Linked DNA regions of Sus scrofa: regions 1 and 2 are each linked to region 3. The links are chromatin contacts, called in public Hi-C and HiChIP or PLAC-seq maps. All regions are on one chromosome and are shown on one strand. Each heading gives the region's core, a stretch centred on a gene start, on an enhancer-like site or on the middle of the called end of the contact. The rest is flanking DNA. Distances are from core to core; before and after follow the strand shown. Region 1 holds the start of GEMIN7 (gem-associated protein 7). Region 2 holds the start of CLASRP (CLK4-associating serine/arginine rich protein). Region 3 holds the start of CLPTM1 (cleft lip and palate transmembrane protein 1).

Evidence for each region. A called contact is a pair of places that touch in the nucleus more often than the background predicts. HiChIP or PLAC-seq counts read pairs in DNA pulled down with a chosen protein or histone mark.
Region 1: an H3K27ac HiChIP or PLAC-seq map of alveolar macrophages shows a contact between it and region 3. The contact joins the promoter of GEMIN7 here to the promoter of CLPTM1 in region 3. A contact is called at or near these places in 2 of 5 promoter capture datasets (fetal liver and liver), 1 of 47 Hi-C or Micro-C datasets (epiblast stem cells) and 1 of 2 datasets of contacts at active chromatin or transcription factors (alveolar macrophages).
Region 2: a Hi-C map of skeletal muscle shows a contact between it and region 3, with 2.4 times the contacts expected there. The contact joins the promoter of CLASRP here to the promoter of CLPTM1 in region 3. A contact is called at or near these places in 2 of 5 promoter capture datasets (fetal liver and liver), 4 of 47 Hi-C or Micro-C datasets (epiblast stem cells, liver and skeletal muscle) and 1 of 2 datasets of contacts at active chromatin or transcription factors (alveolar macrophages).

Annotation. Positions count from the first base shown.
Region 1 is chr6:51,505,107-51,509,654 of Sscrofa11.1, reverse strand. GEMIN7 (gem-associated protein 7) reads right to left here and starts at 2,278. Exons shown (of 5, transcript XR_002344688.1): 1 at 1,996-2,278. ZNF296 (zinc finger protein 296) reads left to right here and starts at 1,371. Exons shown (of 3, transcript XM_021094523.1): 1 at 1,371-1,703; 2 at 1,956-2,105; 3 at 4,188-4,548. The coding sequence starts at 1,406.
Region 2 is chr6:51,478,358-51,482,756 of Sscrofa11.1, reverse strand. It overlaps CLASRP (CLK4-associating serine/arginine rich protein), which reads right to left and starts at 2,278. Exons shown (of 22, transcript XM_021094518.1): 1 at 2,180-2,278; 2 at 1,075-1,202. The coding sequence starts at 1,173. It overlaps RELB (transcription factor RelB), which reads right to left. Exons shown (of 12, transcript XM_021094521.1): 12 at 2,407-3,224. The coding sequence ends at 2,839.
Region 3 is chr6:51,409,655-51,414,107 of Sscrofa11.1, reverse strand. CLPTM1 (cleft lip and palate transmembrane protein 1) reads right to left here and starts at 2,334. Exons shown (of 18, transcript XM_003127223.6): 1 at 2,248-2,334. The coding sequence starts at 2,319.

The DNA.
Region 1 (4,548 bases), core at 1,029-3,528, 96 kb before region 3:
AGATGGGAAACCTGAGGCCAGGAGGGAACCAGGGACAGATGGAGGTCATGGTGTGTAAATTGTAAGGCCCTGGGCAGGGTGGGGCTACTTTAGATACTGTGGTCAGGGAGGTCCTCTGCTCCTGGGAGGACAATTGAGCTGAGACCTGAATAACAATATGAGAAACCCTCAGGCCTGCAGGAGATTAGCATGTGCAATTCCCTCGGAGCTGGGCTCGGGACACTCCGGGGAGGACTGACCCTGGCCCTGACCTCAGGGGGCTTGTGTTGGGGGGAGGGGCGAGAGGACAGTAAACAAACAGCTCTAGATCACGATGCGGTCGGTGCCAGGAAGAAAAGAAAACTTGCAGGGTTGGAGGGTGGGGCAGGGTGTTGATGCCACTTCAAATAGCGATCAGAGAGCGCTGCTTGGGAGGAGGGAAGTTCCAGGAGGCCCCAGCTGAGCAGGGAGGCAAGACTGTGGGCTATTTGGTTCTCCTGGGGATTCCAGGTCTAGGAGCAGAGTGGATATATGCGATCACAGCCCTTCTCTGCTCAAAACTCTCCCGAGGCTCCCGGCTCAGAAAACCAGAAGACCTTAAAGCGGTCAAGAGATCTGACTTGGATCTGACTGCATTTTCTCACAGAACTCAATCAATAGAAACTTAATCAGTACAGAGCCCACACCACGCCCCCCTTCCAATACCCAAGACCGGCTGGCTTAGGTCTCAAACTCCATCGTGCTTTTTCCCTGGCATGGGGAAAAAAATTGAACCCCGCCCCCACATTCCATAATCCTGTCCCTTTGTAACCCTTCCTGGCTTGATTTTGTTCCGTGGCCCTTGCCATCCTGGAAGGCACTCTGTGTTTTACCTAGCTATCACCTTGAGAGTCTTGTCTCCCTGAACAATAAACTAAGCCCAAGGCCACGGTTATTGACGGTCTCGTTCCCCGTGGCAGCCTCAGTGCTTAGTCCAGAACCTGGCGCACAGTAGGCGCTCAATCGCTGTTTGCCCAAGGAATTTTTATTGTAATCCGTCTGATGGAATAGACCAGACGACTCTCGGCGCCTGGTTAGGAAAGTGGCCCCTACCGTATTCTCGCGTGGGCGTGTGGGCGCACACCTTGTGCCTCAGTTTCCATCATCTCGAAAACGAGATCAGGAAGAGCTGTTTGTGTCCGTGATCGCGTCAACTTGATAAGGTTTGGTCATTTAGCCAAACGCAGTGGGCACGGTCGCGATTGAGTTAGGCTGAGGGTGGGGCAGTCCCCTTCCGCCAGGCCCCGCCTCGGTGGGCGGAGCCACGGGCCGGGCCAGCACGTGTAAGAGTTCGCGGCGGGTCGCCGCAGTCACTCACCTGGACGCCTCGGTCTGAGCGCGCACGGCCTGTGCGTCCTCCGCCCGCCAGTCCGCCTGCCCGTGACCCATGTCCCGCCGCAAGGCCGGCTGCACGCCCCGCCGAATAGACCCCGCGCCCGCCGCCAACCCAGACGACGAGACGGAGATGCCAGACCTCGTCATCTGCGTGAAGCCCGAGCCGGACGCGCGGCCCCTACAGGCCCCGGGGCTGGGGCCCTTCAACCCGAAGGAAGTGCCCGCGCCGGGGCTGTCGGAGGGCGAATCCCGCCACCCCCACGGCCCCGTGCCCGCCGCCGGCCTCATCCACGCTCTCGGCCTGCGCAGCCAGTGCGCGGCGTGGACGCCGCTGACCCCGAACCCTCAGGGTGAGCGCCGCCTGCCCCTGCTCCGGGCCCACCTCCCCTCCCCTCTCCCGGGTGGGGCCTCCTTCTGGGGGCACAGACGCCGGTGCGCCCCCCAACCCCCCGCCCCCGCGGCTCCTGCCCCTTCCCTATTTTCCTTGCCGGGTCCTGGGCTCCAGCCCCCGGGTTTTGACCTTCGGGTTTCCCCTCTGCCTCGGAACCCCCAGCCCCCATCCTGGCCCCACCCCACGCTCACCACCCGCTTCCTCCCTGCAGACCGCCAGCCGTGGACCGACAAACACCCAGATCTGTTGACCTGTGGCCGCTGCACGCAGACCTTCCCGTTGGAGGCCATCACTGCTTTCATGGACCACAAGAAGCTGGGCTGTCAGCTCTTCAGAGGCCCCAGCCCCAGCCAGGGCTCAGGTGAGTAAAGCCGGGATGCAGTCCTGGTCTCAAGTTCAAGGGCCCGGCTTCCTGTGGGAGAAGGGGCTGCGCTGGACAGGCGGGGCAGTGAGCACTACTTCCCCTTTCTGGCTCCCCGCCGGGTGCAGCCTAGGCGTGGCCAGGGCCTGCCCTGTCCTAGGGCTGGGACTACAGTGGTAGTGAGGGGGGGGCGGGGGCGGGCTGGGCAGGGAGGGAGGGCCACCCATAGGGTGTGGCCAGCCCCAGAAGACTGGTCGGGGATTTGCCATACACACACACACACACCCCCAATCTGGTTTCACTTCTCCTTCCCCTTGGCCAGAAATAACTGCCCAGGTGGCTGGACCAGTGTGGCAGTAGGGGGGACCTCTGGGGAGGGCAGTGGCCATGGGGGAAGGGAGCTGAGGCCAGCTGGACTGGGGGTGTTGTCTACCCCTCCCACCTCCTTATCACTTCTGATCGAGGCCCTGGGCACTTGCTCAGAGCTGGGGAAGGGGCTTCTGGTTTCCTTCCCTGATGGAATCTCCCAGCCCTGCATGCTGGGAAGCCCCCGTTTTGAGCCAGGTCCTCCCTGGTGTTCTGGATACCTGGGTTCCTCCTCTAGGGTGGGAATTAAAACCCTTAACTTGGTACCAAATGAGCTTAGCTTTCCTTTCCGGGTCAGTGCTGATCATGTGGGGCTTATGGCCCCTAGGGTGTGCTCCTGGGATTTGTGAGAGATGGAATTATATTCAGGGCTGGGCCAGGGAGAGGGTCCTGTAGTGGGAGAGGGGAAGAGGGATTGCATTGGCAATGGCTCCATTGGCCCTGGCTCCATTGGGCGGCTGTAAGAGTTAGAGCAGAGTTAGATCCAGAGCAGGGAGGGTGGCCCTCCAGGTGGGTGGGCGGGCAAGGGAGGGGCTGTGATGGAATGGGTGGAACAAAAACACTGTAGGTAGCATGTGGACCTGGGAGAGTGATGGAGCCTCAGCTAATGTTTACCGAGGCTTGATGAACTCAAAGTCAACTGTTGTCCATTTGAGGTCCAGGCACTCCAAAGGGAGAAGACCCCTGGGAGCCTAGCAAATGAGGAAAGTGAGGCAGAGAGGGTATCTCTCGCCCAAGGTCACGCTAGGGAGGAGGAGAGCCAGCTGGAAGTCAGGCCAGGCTGACCCTCTCCGACCCCCACCTGTGCTCTTGACCCTGGTGTCGCATCAGGAAAGCTACCCCCCCACCCCCCATCCAAGACTGTCTAGCATTCCAAAAATACAGGTGAGTCCATCTAGGAAGTACCTTACTGATGGTACCTGGAGGAGCCAGAGAAAACGTCCACTTGGACCGGGCTCTCAACTCAGGTTCCACGCAAAGGGCAGGGGACCTAGTTCACTACCCGTCACCCCTCTAGGTGGCTGCTAAGCCTCCTCCCCATCTAGACCTTAGCCCCCTCTTCTGCAAGGCAGGAAAGGGGGATCACGCGTGGAACCCGGGAGCTCAGGGCCTGGCACAGAAACCCACTTAGTCATCAAGAGCTGTTTTTTTTATTAAGCCGTTAATTTTTCTTGCAAAGCTCTTGTCTCTCACTCCTCAGGTTTCTGGATTGAAATCCCAGCTCCACCCCCCTTTCAAGCTGTGTGACCTTGGGGCAAGCAGCTGTCTGCCTCAGTGTTCCTGTCTGGAGAATGGAGGTCTTGTATTTCCTGTCCTGAAGGAAAGCCCGGGGAGGAAGCTGAGCAGGGCCTGTGCCTAGCATGCTGAACTGGGTCACCTCTTCAGCAAGGCCCTCCGGACCCCAGGATAAAACAGCATTCATGGTCCATCCCTCTGCTCTCACTTTTTCTTGAAGATTTTTCAAGGAGAATCCCCACGTACTCACCATCCGCTCTGTGGATTTTCCTTGCCTCCTGTCTGTCCCCCCACCTCTCTGAGCATCAGTTTCCGAGGGCAACGTGCAGTTTCTTCGCGTCTTCTTTCTGCTGCCTCTCAGCCCTTGGAATAGAGCCTCTGCCACAGCAGGTGTCCAGCTGGCAGCTGTCAACTGCAACTGCTCTGACTTGCCCGTCACAGTTACACTAACCCCGGCCCGTTCTCTTCTCTTCTCCACAGAACGGGATGACCTGAAGGCTCTGAGCTGCCTCCGCTGCGGCCGGCAGTTCACGGGGGCCTGGAAGCTGCTGCGCCACGTCCAGTGGGACCATGGACTGTCCATCTACCAGACGGAACCCGAGCTCCCGGAGGCCCCGCTCCTGGGCCTGGCCGAGGTGGCCGCGGCCGTGTCGGCCGTGGCAGGGCCAGAAGCCGAGGCCAAGGGCCCCCGGGTGGGGCACCCCCGGCGGAGCCCCACCTGCCCCATGTGCGCCAAGACCCTCAGCTCCTTCAGCAACCTCAAAGTGCACATGCGCTCGCACACGGGCGAGCGGCCCTACGCCTGCGACCAGTGTCCCTATGCCTGCGCCCAGAGCAGCAA
Region 2 (4,399 bases), core at 1,029-3,528, 69 kb before region 3:
GGTCACGCTGGTTAGTCTGATACCACAGGAGACGGGCTCTCCCTAAGCCCAGTGGTTACTTCCTGGTTGACAGGAGGCAAGTGAGGCAAACTGCTAACCCTGTATACATCTTTTGTTAGAGAGTAGCCCTAGGTGCTGAGGAGGCCTGACGGCAGGACAAAGGAACCAGGCAGGAAGCAGAGTGGCCTGGAGCGGGTGGTAAAAGCCGGACCATGCAGGGTCTTGAAGGCTGTGTTGAGTAGCCTGGAACTAGGAAGCCATGGAGTTCTGAGCCAGAGAGGGAGTCAGCTTTTGCTTTGGGAGGACCCCTCTGGCCCCGCGAGGAGGGTGGATTAGCAGGGACAGGCCTGGAGGCCAGGACACCAGGGGGAGGCTGGGGCAGTGATGCAGAAGTAAATGGAAATTTCTATATAAATACCACCTGACAGGAGACCTGAACCTAGGACCCCTAGACCGTTTCAAGCTGGGGTTTCCAGGGCAAGTCACAATTAAGCAGGTGAGAGGAGGCCCTATGGGCTCAACACCCTGTGGTGACAGAAATGGAAAAAAGGCCAGCAGAGCTACCTAAGGATGACGCTGAGAGACCAGGAGAGGCCAGACCACAAGGGCCTTTTGGGTCACAGGATGGAGTGTGGTCTTTTCTCCAAAAGCAACTGAGGCATCAAACAAGGGAGGGAAATGGTCCGAGTTCACCTAGTGACTGTCCAGGGCACTGCTTTGGGTGCCAAGTCAAACCCCGAGAACAGCTGAGCTCTTCCGGGCACTGGGAATACAGCAATAAGCAAGACAGACAACATTCTGGAGGTGGCCAATCTTCTGTCTGGACTGCTCTGAGTGTTAGACTTTCCTTCTTCCTGCTGGCACCTGCTCTGTACTCGAATCCACACCAAACAGCACAGTATACGCCAATAAACTGAATGCCTCAGGTTTTAGTGACGATCATGCTCCAAAAAATGAATTTCTCTTGGGGATACTGGGCTCTTGGCTTCATCTATTTCCAAGCCCAAATCTTACCAGGATGACCAAGGCCCCGCCCTCCTGGGGAGCTCCCAGCCCAGATTAAAGGTTACTCACGATCTTCTCATAGTACTCTCGCCGCCGCTCTGCCCTCTTCTTGTAGTCCACCATCATGCCTCGAAGCTTCCGCTCATGCTTCCGAGCCTCGTGCCACATCGTGGTGAGGCCAAGAGTAGGGCCTCAACCTGAGGGATGAGGGGAGGGGTGTGAGATGGGCTGGAAAAACCATATGGACAGAATCAAAGTTACCTAACAAGATGGTGACAGAGCTGATCCTGAACATCAGCTTCAGAACTGTGTGCCAGATGCTCAGCCGGATACTGGACCACTCTGGTCCAGTGGCTTGGCCATCGTGAACCCGCCCCCCTGCCCCCCCCGGGGTTATTCTGGAGTGAGCCTCCCTGGGAAAGGGGTATCCTCTATTCAAGGAGCCAGAATCAAGGATGAGAGATTTTGGAGTGGAAAGAGCAAGTGTTTGAAGTAGATCTGGGCGCAGATCTTGAGCAGCTGGGGCTAGAGCCCAAGGGAGGGGGAGAACTGAAACGGCTCCCATCAGAGCCATCCGTGGGGATGGGGTGCAGGGCCCTGGAGATGTAGGCAGGTGGGGGAAGAGTAGAAAGATTTTATGGGAACAGAGCAGTAGTTTGAAGATGGGGTCGAGGGCAAGTGAAGGGCGTGAACGGAAGACACTTAGGGGAGGAAGGGGAGCACGGGGGAGTGCTGAAAGGAAAAGCCTGAGTGCCGGTGAGGTCTAAAGAAGGAATCGAAATCGGGGGTGGGGGCCGGGGATGGTACAGAGATCGAGCGCGCAGACAGGAAGGGGTGGGCTGAGCTTAGGGGGAAGGCTGGTGGATCGGGCAGAGCCCCGAGGATCTGGACAGGGCTCGAACGTCGGGTCTGGACCTGAAGGTTCGGGTTAAGTTTTTTTGACAAGGGGGCGGGACCTGTGGCAAGCTGCGGGTCTGACGGCGCGAGTTCGGGCCGATGGCGGGGGCAGGGCGAGGCCTGAGGCCCGGCAAGCAGACGGGGTGCGGGGCGGGCGGCCCTCGGGGCCAGGGCCGAGCGGAGGTTCACAGCAGAACGGAGAGAGGCTGAGGCAAGGGCGAAGCTGGGCTGACGTCTACCAGAAGCCAGGAGACCGGGGCCCGCCGCCTGCACTCACCGGCTCGTCGCCGCCTCCCACCTCTGCGCTCTCGCGCGGCCCGCACCGGAAACGGAAGTGGGCGGTGGAGGGGAAGGGGGACACGGTGCGGCGGAGGCGCGCTTCCGCCGACGCGAGGGGCGGGTCCAAGGTTAGGGTGTGGACGGAGGGGCGGGGCCTGGAGGAGGGCGGAGCGGAACCGAGAGCCAAGGGACTTTGTACCCAAGGAGCCGGGGAATTTTCTCAAGTGCAGAAGAGATGAGACCCCCCCCGGGCTCAAAAATTCGTCTTTATTGGGAAGACTGTGAACAATTACCCCCCCCACCTTCAGGCGTGGGGAGGGAGGGCTAGGGATCTGCGCCCCCCTCCCCTATTTACACTTTAGAATCCGCCGGGAGAAGGCACCCCAGCTGAGGCAACTTTAAAGAGCTAGTATTTGGAAGCCAAACCCCTTTTCCTCTCCAGACTCAGTTTTCTCATTTGTAAAATGGGCTCAAGGGAAACCGATGCTACGGCGTTTCTCTCCAGCACTGAAGATGTCCGATTAGGAAGGATGAGGACGTCGGAAGACGGACCAAGGGCAGCCCAAGGGGATGGGGGTGCTGGACATCCCGGTTGGGTTTGCACGGCCCCTTCCACCACCCTCCCCACCCAGTGCCTCTCCTCCAGTGCCGCAGGGGCTACGTGGCCTCAGGCCCGGGGGACAGGAGGCCGCTTCCAAAGCCCCCCTCGCGGTACTGGTTGGGGAACATGTTGCTGCCCACGAGGCTGGCAGTGCCTCCATCCCCGGAGCCCGGGGCCTGGTACGAGTCCAGCGTCAGCGGCTCAGGGCCCGGGGGCTCCGCGACCGGGGCCCCTGCCCCCCCGTTGCCCGCGACAGCGCTGGAGAGTGGTGGCGCTGGGGGCAGCATGTCCAGCATGGTGAAGAGTGTGGGGGCAGCAGGGTCATAGGCAAAACCATCGTCCAGGAGATCCGGCCCGCCGGGGGGCTCCAGGCCAGGGAGGGATACAGTGCCTGGGAAGAAGTCTGTGTCTGGCAGCAGCGCTGACGGTGGGAGGAACGGGCCTGCAGGGAGGAGGAGAAAGAAGGAAATAGGGTGGACTTTGAGGATCAGCCTCCTGCCGGGTCCTAACTCAAATGCCCAGTCTGTTACTAAATGCATTTTCAGTGCAGTCTCCATTAATGTCAAGAAGAAAACCCTCAGTAAAAGCTATCACCATTCTCTCTTTTTTCTCTTTTTGGTTACCATAAAATTTTTTTTGAGGTATAGCTGATGTACAATATTGTATGTTTCCAGTGCACAACACAGTGATTCACAATTTTTTAAGGTTATATTCCACAGTTATTATAAAATTCCCTGGACTGCACAATATGTCCTTGTGCTTATTTTTATTTTTTAAATTTTATTTATTTATTTTTGCTTCTTAGGGCCGCACCTGCAGCATATGGAAGTTCCCAAGCTAGGGGTCCAATCAGAGCTACAGCCGTCGGCCACAGCCACAGCCATAGCAACACAGGATCCAAGCCATGTCTGTGATCTACACCACAGCTCATGGCAATGCCAGATCCCTGACCTGCTGAGCGAGGCCAGGGATCAAACCCAAATCCGCATGGACTCGAGTCAGATTCGTTTCCGCTGCACGACACTGGGAAGTCCCTATTTATTTTATACATAGTGGTTTGTACCTCTTAATCCCCTACCCTCTCTTCTCCCTCCCCCCTGCCCTCTCCCAGCTGGTAACCACTAGTTCTCTATATATCTGTGAATCTGCTTCTTTTTTTATTTTCACTAGCTTGTTTTCTTTTTTAGATTTCACATGTAAGTGATATCATACAGTCTTTGTCTTCCTCTGATTTATTTCACTAAGCATAATATCCTCCAAGTCTATCCATGTTGTTGCAAAGGGCAATTTTTCACTTTTTATGGCGAGTAGTATTCCATCGTGTATATATACCATATCTTCTTTATCCATTCAGTTGTTGATGGGAACTTAAGTTGCTTACATATCCTGGCTATTGTAAATAGTGCTGCTATGAACCCTGGAGTTCATGTATTTTTTTTCTGAATTAGTGGAGTGGAATTGCTGGTTCGTATGGTATTTGCAAGTGAGATGCCAAATCAGGGGTTAGTATCCAAAATATATAAATAGTTCATACAACTCAACATCATAAAAACAACTGATTTAAAAATGGGCAGAAGACCTGACAGACATTTTTCCAAAGAAGAGATACAGATGGCC
Region 3 (4,453 bases), core at 1,085-3,584:
TCCTGAGCTGGGCGGTGCCAGGGGCACAGTGGTGACCAAGACAGTTCCGGCTCTGCCCTCCAGGGGCTCCCGGCCCACTGGAAGAGACAAGACAGTGACAGGCCAGAGTGGGCAGGGCTGGGACAGGGGAGCCCTCTGAGAGGGTGACAGGCTTCCTAGGGAAGAGAACACCTGAGGCGTACACGACTAGTAAGGATCAGCCAGGTAAAGAGGGGAGAAGCCTGTGCAAAGGCTATGAGGCAGGACACAGCCAACAAGGCAACCTCCTGGAAATAAAAGAGCCTCACAGCAGCTGATGCTCCTTTGCCCAGTGTCTCAAGCTGGAACAATTTTTTGGCCCCCAGGGGACATTTAGCAATGTCTGGAGGCATGTTTTTCCATCTTTTTAGGGCCACATTTGTGACATATGGCAGTTCCCAGGCTAGGGTCTAACTAGAGCTGGAGCTGCCGGCCTTTGCCACAGCCACAGCAATGCCAGATCCGAGACGCGTCTGCGACCTACACCACAGCTCATGGCAATGCCAGGGATTGAACCTGAGTCCTCACGGAAACTAATCAGGTTCGTTACCGCTGAGCCACGAGAGGAACTCCCTGGAGGCATTTGTGATTGTCACTACTGGGGATGGATGTGTGTCCTACTGGCATCTAGTGGGTAGAGGCCAGGGGTGCTGGCTAACATCCTCCAATGGACAGGACTGCCCCCTACAACGAAGAATTATCCAACCCCAAATGTCAACAGTGCTGATGCTGAGAAATCCTAGTCTAAAGCAAAAAGGCAGATCATGCAAAGCCTTGATCTGCCAAAGAATTCATACTTAATCCTGAAAGCAAAGGCGTTAAGTCTTGAAAGACGATACGGAGAAATGGGACAGGAGGAGATCTGGGGGCCAAGGGGGTGTCTCTGTAAACTCAGGGCATCAGGGCACCCTGAGACCTAGTCTCTCTGACCACCTCCCACCCAGTAATCAACAGACACTCAAGAGGAAGAAAGACCTTCTTTTAGTGAGACTGGAAGGCCCCTGAAGTTAGGGGCTGAGTCTTCACTCTAGCCCTCACTCAACAAACACTTCCTAAGGGTGCCCCAAGGACCAGGCCCTGGATGAGGATGCTGAAAAGATCCAGACCAGGAATGGTGGCTCTGCCACACAATTCTCACCCCAGTGTCTTCCCCAGGTGACATTATTTGCCCCTCCTCTGGGCTCCTGCAGTCCCTGATAAAGACTTTGTGCCATCACCCTTGTCAGTCAGGACTATCATTCTTTGTTTACACGCTAGTCCCTTCCTCAGTAGAGTGAGAGAGAAAACACCAAAGGGCTGGCCCTCCTGTCCAACCCCTCCATGTACCCCTGGAGAACTGAAGGTCCAAAGGGGAAAAGGTACTTGCCCAAGGTCACATAGAGTCAGCTTCGTTCCCCCCACCCAACCTGCACTCCTCTCCCCCAGCTGCCTCCCACGTGTCAGTGACATCCTAGTGGGTGGGTCGGCAGCACCTGGCTGTCACTCCATTGATTCCCTAAATGGCTGAAGGATGGCTGCCTGAACTAGTATGTTCTGCAGCCTCAGTTTAGTTTAAGTGGCAATGGGTCAGAAGCCATCAGCACCAGGACTAAGTCCCCCATAGGGCTAATTTATGCTGCAAATACACCTAGCTCAGCCCCCACTACCCTGTTTCAGCAATGTCTGGTAAGTTCTAAAGGAAACGGCCCCCAAATCTAACCTGGGTGACCTTCTGCAAGCACCTTCCTTACTCTGCTCTTTAGACTCCTGTCTGTAAAATGGGTCTGTTCAGCGCGTGCCCTTAACCCATGACGGTCACCTAACTTCCCCAGACTTAGAAAACTCCCAAGTAATCAATCATTGCCCATACCTCGGGCACCGAGAAAAAGACCCCGTGAACGCCAGCCCACTGTGAGAACGGTCTTGGAGCCCAGGATCGCGGAGTCAGGAGAGAACCCAAGGCGCCTGGGTACAAGTCTGCGCCCCTCCGCGCCACTGTCTCTTTGGCTCGAGCAACGAGCCGGGTGGTAGCCCGGCGCGAGCGTGCAGGGGACCCGGCGCGCAACAGGGCCCCGGTCCCCGCACTGTCCGGCCTCCCGGATCGCCCGGCCCCGCCTGGGCCCTGTATTCAAGGTCCCTCTGGGCAAGGAGCCCCCAATGCACGGGATTCCGTGAATAGAGGCAGGACACGCCCCGTGGGAGGCCCCCCGAGTGGGGAAGAACCCCTCAGGCCCCTCTCGGCCTCCGTACCTGACCGGAGCCGCCTCCCCCGGCCGCCACTACGGCGCTGCCGGCCCCGTCCGCCTCCTGCGCCGCCGCCATCTTCCCGCTCCGGGTCCCCGCCCCCGCCGTCAGCCCCGCCCCATCCCCGACGGCGCCAGCGCGATCGCGCGAGATTTCACGCTTTGCCCGACCTGCCGGCCACCGTATCCGGCAAGAGCGCTTCAGCCACCCTCTCAGAAGCCGCTTCCGGTTACGGAAGGGCGAACCAGGCCACCGTAACACCCCCTCCTTCCCGTTGCAACCTGAGTATTTTCACCTGGTGGGCACTGCGTGCCCCGAGCGCCCCAGACTTCTTTGGCCAATATGTGTGCTTCCCACAGCTTCCATTCTTTCTGTCCTCTCCCCCCAACAACCCCGCCTCTTCCAGTTAATATCATCCTCGCCGATTCTTGAGCACTTTCCTTTCCAAGTTTCTTGGGCTTTCCCGGCCACCGTAACCCTTCAAGGTGCTCTGCTTGAATCACGCCCCTGCTGCGTTAAAGGAACTTTACTGGCCTCCTTACCGAAGACTCGGAGGGCAGAGGCTTTGGTCAGTGACCTCGCTTCCTTTTTTTTTTTTTTTTTTTTTTCTTTTAGGGCCGCATCCGGGCATATGGAGGTTCCCAGGCTAGGGGTCAAATCGGAGCTACAGCCGCCGGCCTACACCACAGCCACAGCAACACCAGATCCGAGCCGCGTCTGTGATCCACACCATAGCTCACGGCCACACCGGATCCCGGACCTACTAAGCGAGGCCAGCGATCGAACCGCAACCTCATGGATACTAGTCAGATTCGTTTCCGCTGAGCCACAACGGGAACTCCTGGCCTCTCTTCTCAACACTGCCTTTTCCTGTGTTAAGTCTCTCTAGGTTATAATCCTGTGCATTGAGTTACTATTTCAGCGTTCTCACGTCACCACACTTCCAAATTGGACCCTGTCAGCGCTTCCCTAAGTCTTCGGGAGGCCTGGCTTAATGCGCACGCGCGTTCCTTTGCGGTCTTTGCTTTCTAGCAAATCTCGCAGCTGTGGACTCGCAGTTTCCAGCGTTCTGAGAACTTCATGTCTTTTCTTTAGCTATTTTCCTACAGCCCCAGGCCCGAACACGTGTTGAGACCCTTGGCCCAAGGAGGAGTTATAGAGGCCCAGAGAGGACGGAAGACTCAGCGGTTTTTAAAACTTCACCAGTGAATTGGGTGGAAGTCGGACCTGGGTTCAAACTTTGGTTGTGCTACTGCCCGGCTAAATGATCCTTGACAAATAACCTATCTCTTTGGGCCTCATTTTCTTCCTCTTTTACAAACTGGGCATTATAATCATACCCCCTCTTCCTTCACCCCTTTGCTCCGTGGGGTTATTGGAAAGACTCAGATTAAGAATGTAAAGCACCTGGCCGCTTAGTAAATAATATCACACGCCGTTAACTACGTATTACCTGGAAAGGAGACCAGATTTAGCACTGAAATGTTCTAGTTATTTATTTTTCATTTTACTAGATAGATATAAATACATAAACTGTAGATACACCCTCCTCGACTTTCCTCAAGGTCTCAACTCAATAGTATTGTCCCTCCTCGAGGAGTGCCCTCACAGCCCCAGACTGGGTGTGGCCTCGCCTCCCAGTCCTCCCAGATCCCTGGACTGCCCGCTCCGCCCCTGCCCACTTTGCTTCATCCCTGACAGCGGCAGGTGTGTCTTGGAACTTCTCTTACAGATAACAATGGTAGTGGTAACAATTCTGTGAAGTTGTAGGGCCGGTCTTCAAGTCTAAAGGTGAAACAAGGAGTTCCCTGGTGGCCAAGTAAGTTAAGGATCCTGCACTGTCACTGCAGGGACTCAGGTCACTGCTGTGGTGCAGCTTTGATCCCTGGTCCGGGAACTTCTGCATGCTGCTGGTGTAGCTAAATAAATAAATTGAATAAAGGTGAGGTCCCGTCATGGTGCAGCAGAAATGAATCCGACTAGGAACCATGAGGTCTCGGGTTCGATCCTTGGCCTCTCTCAGCGGGTTTAGGATCTGGCGTTGCCGTGAGCTGTGGTGTAGGTTACAGACATGGCTTAGATCCGGCGTTGCTGTGGCTGTGGTGCAGGCCGGCAGCTGTAGCTCTGATGAGACCCCTAGCCTGGGAACCTCCCATATGCCATGGGTGTGGCCCTAGAAAAGACAAAAGACTAAATAAATAAATGTGAAATG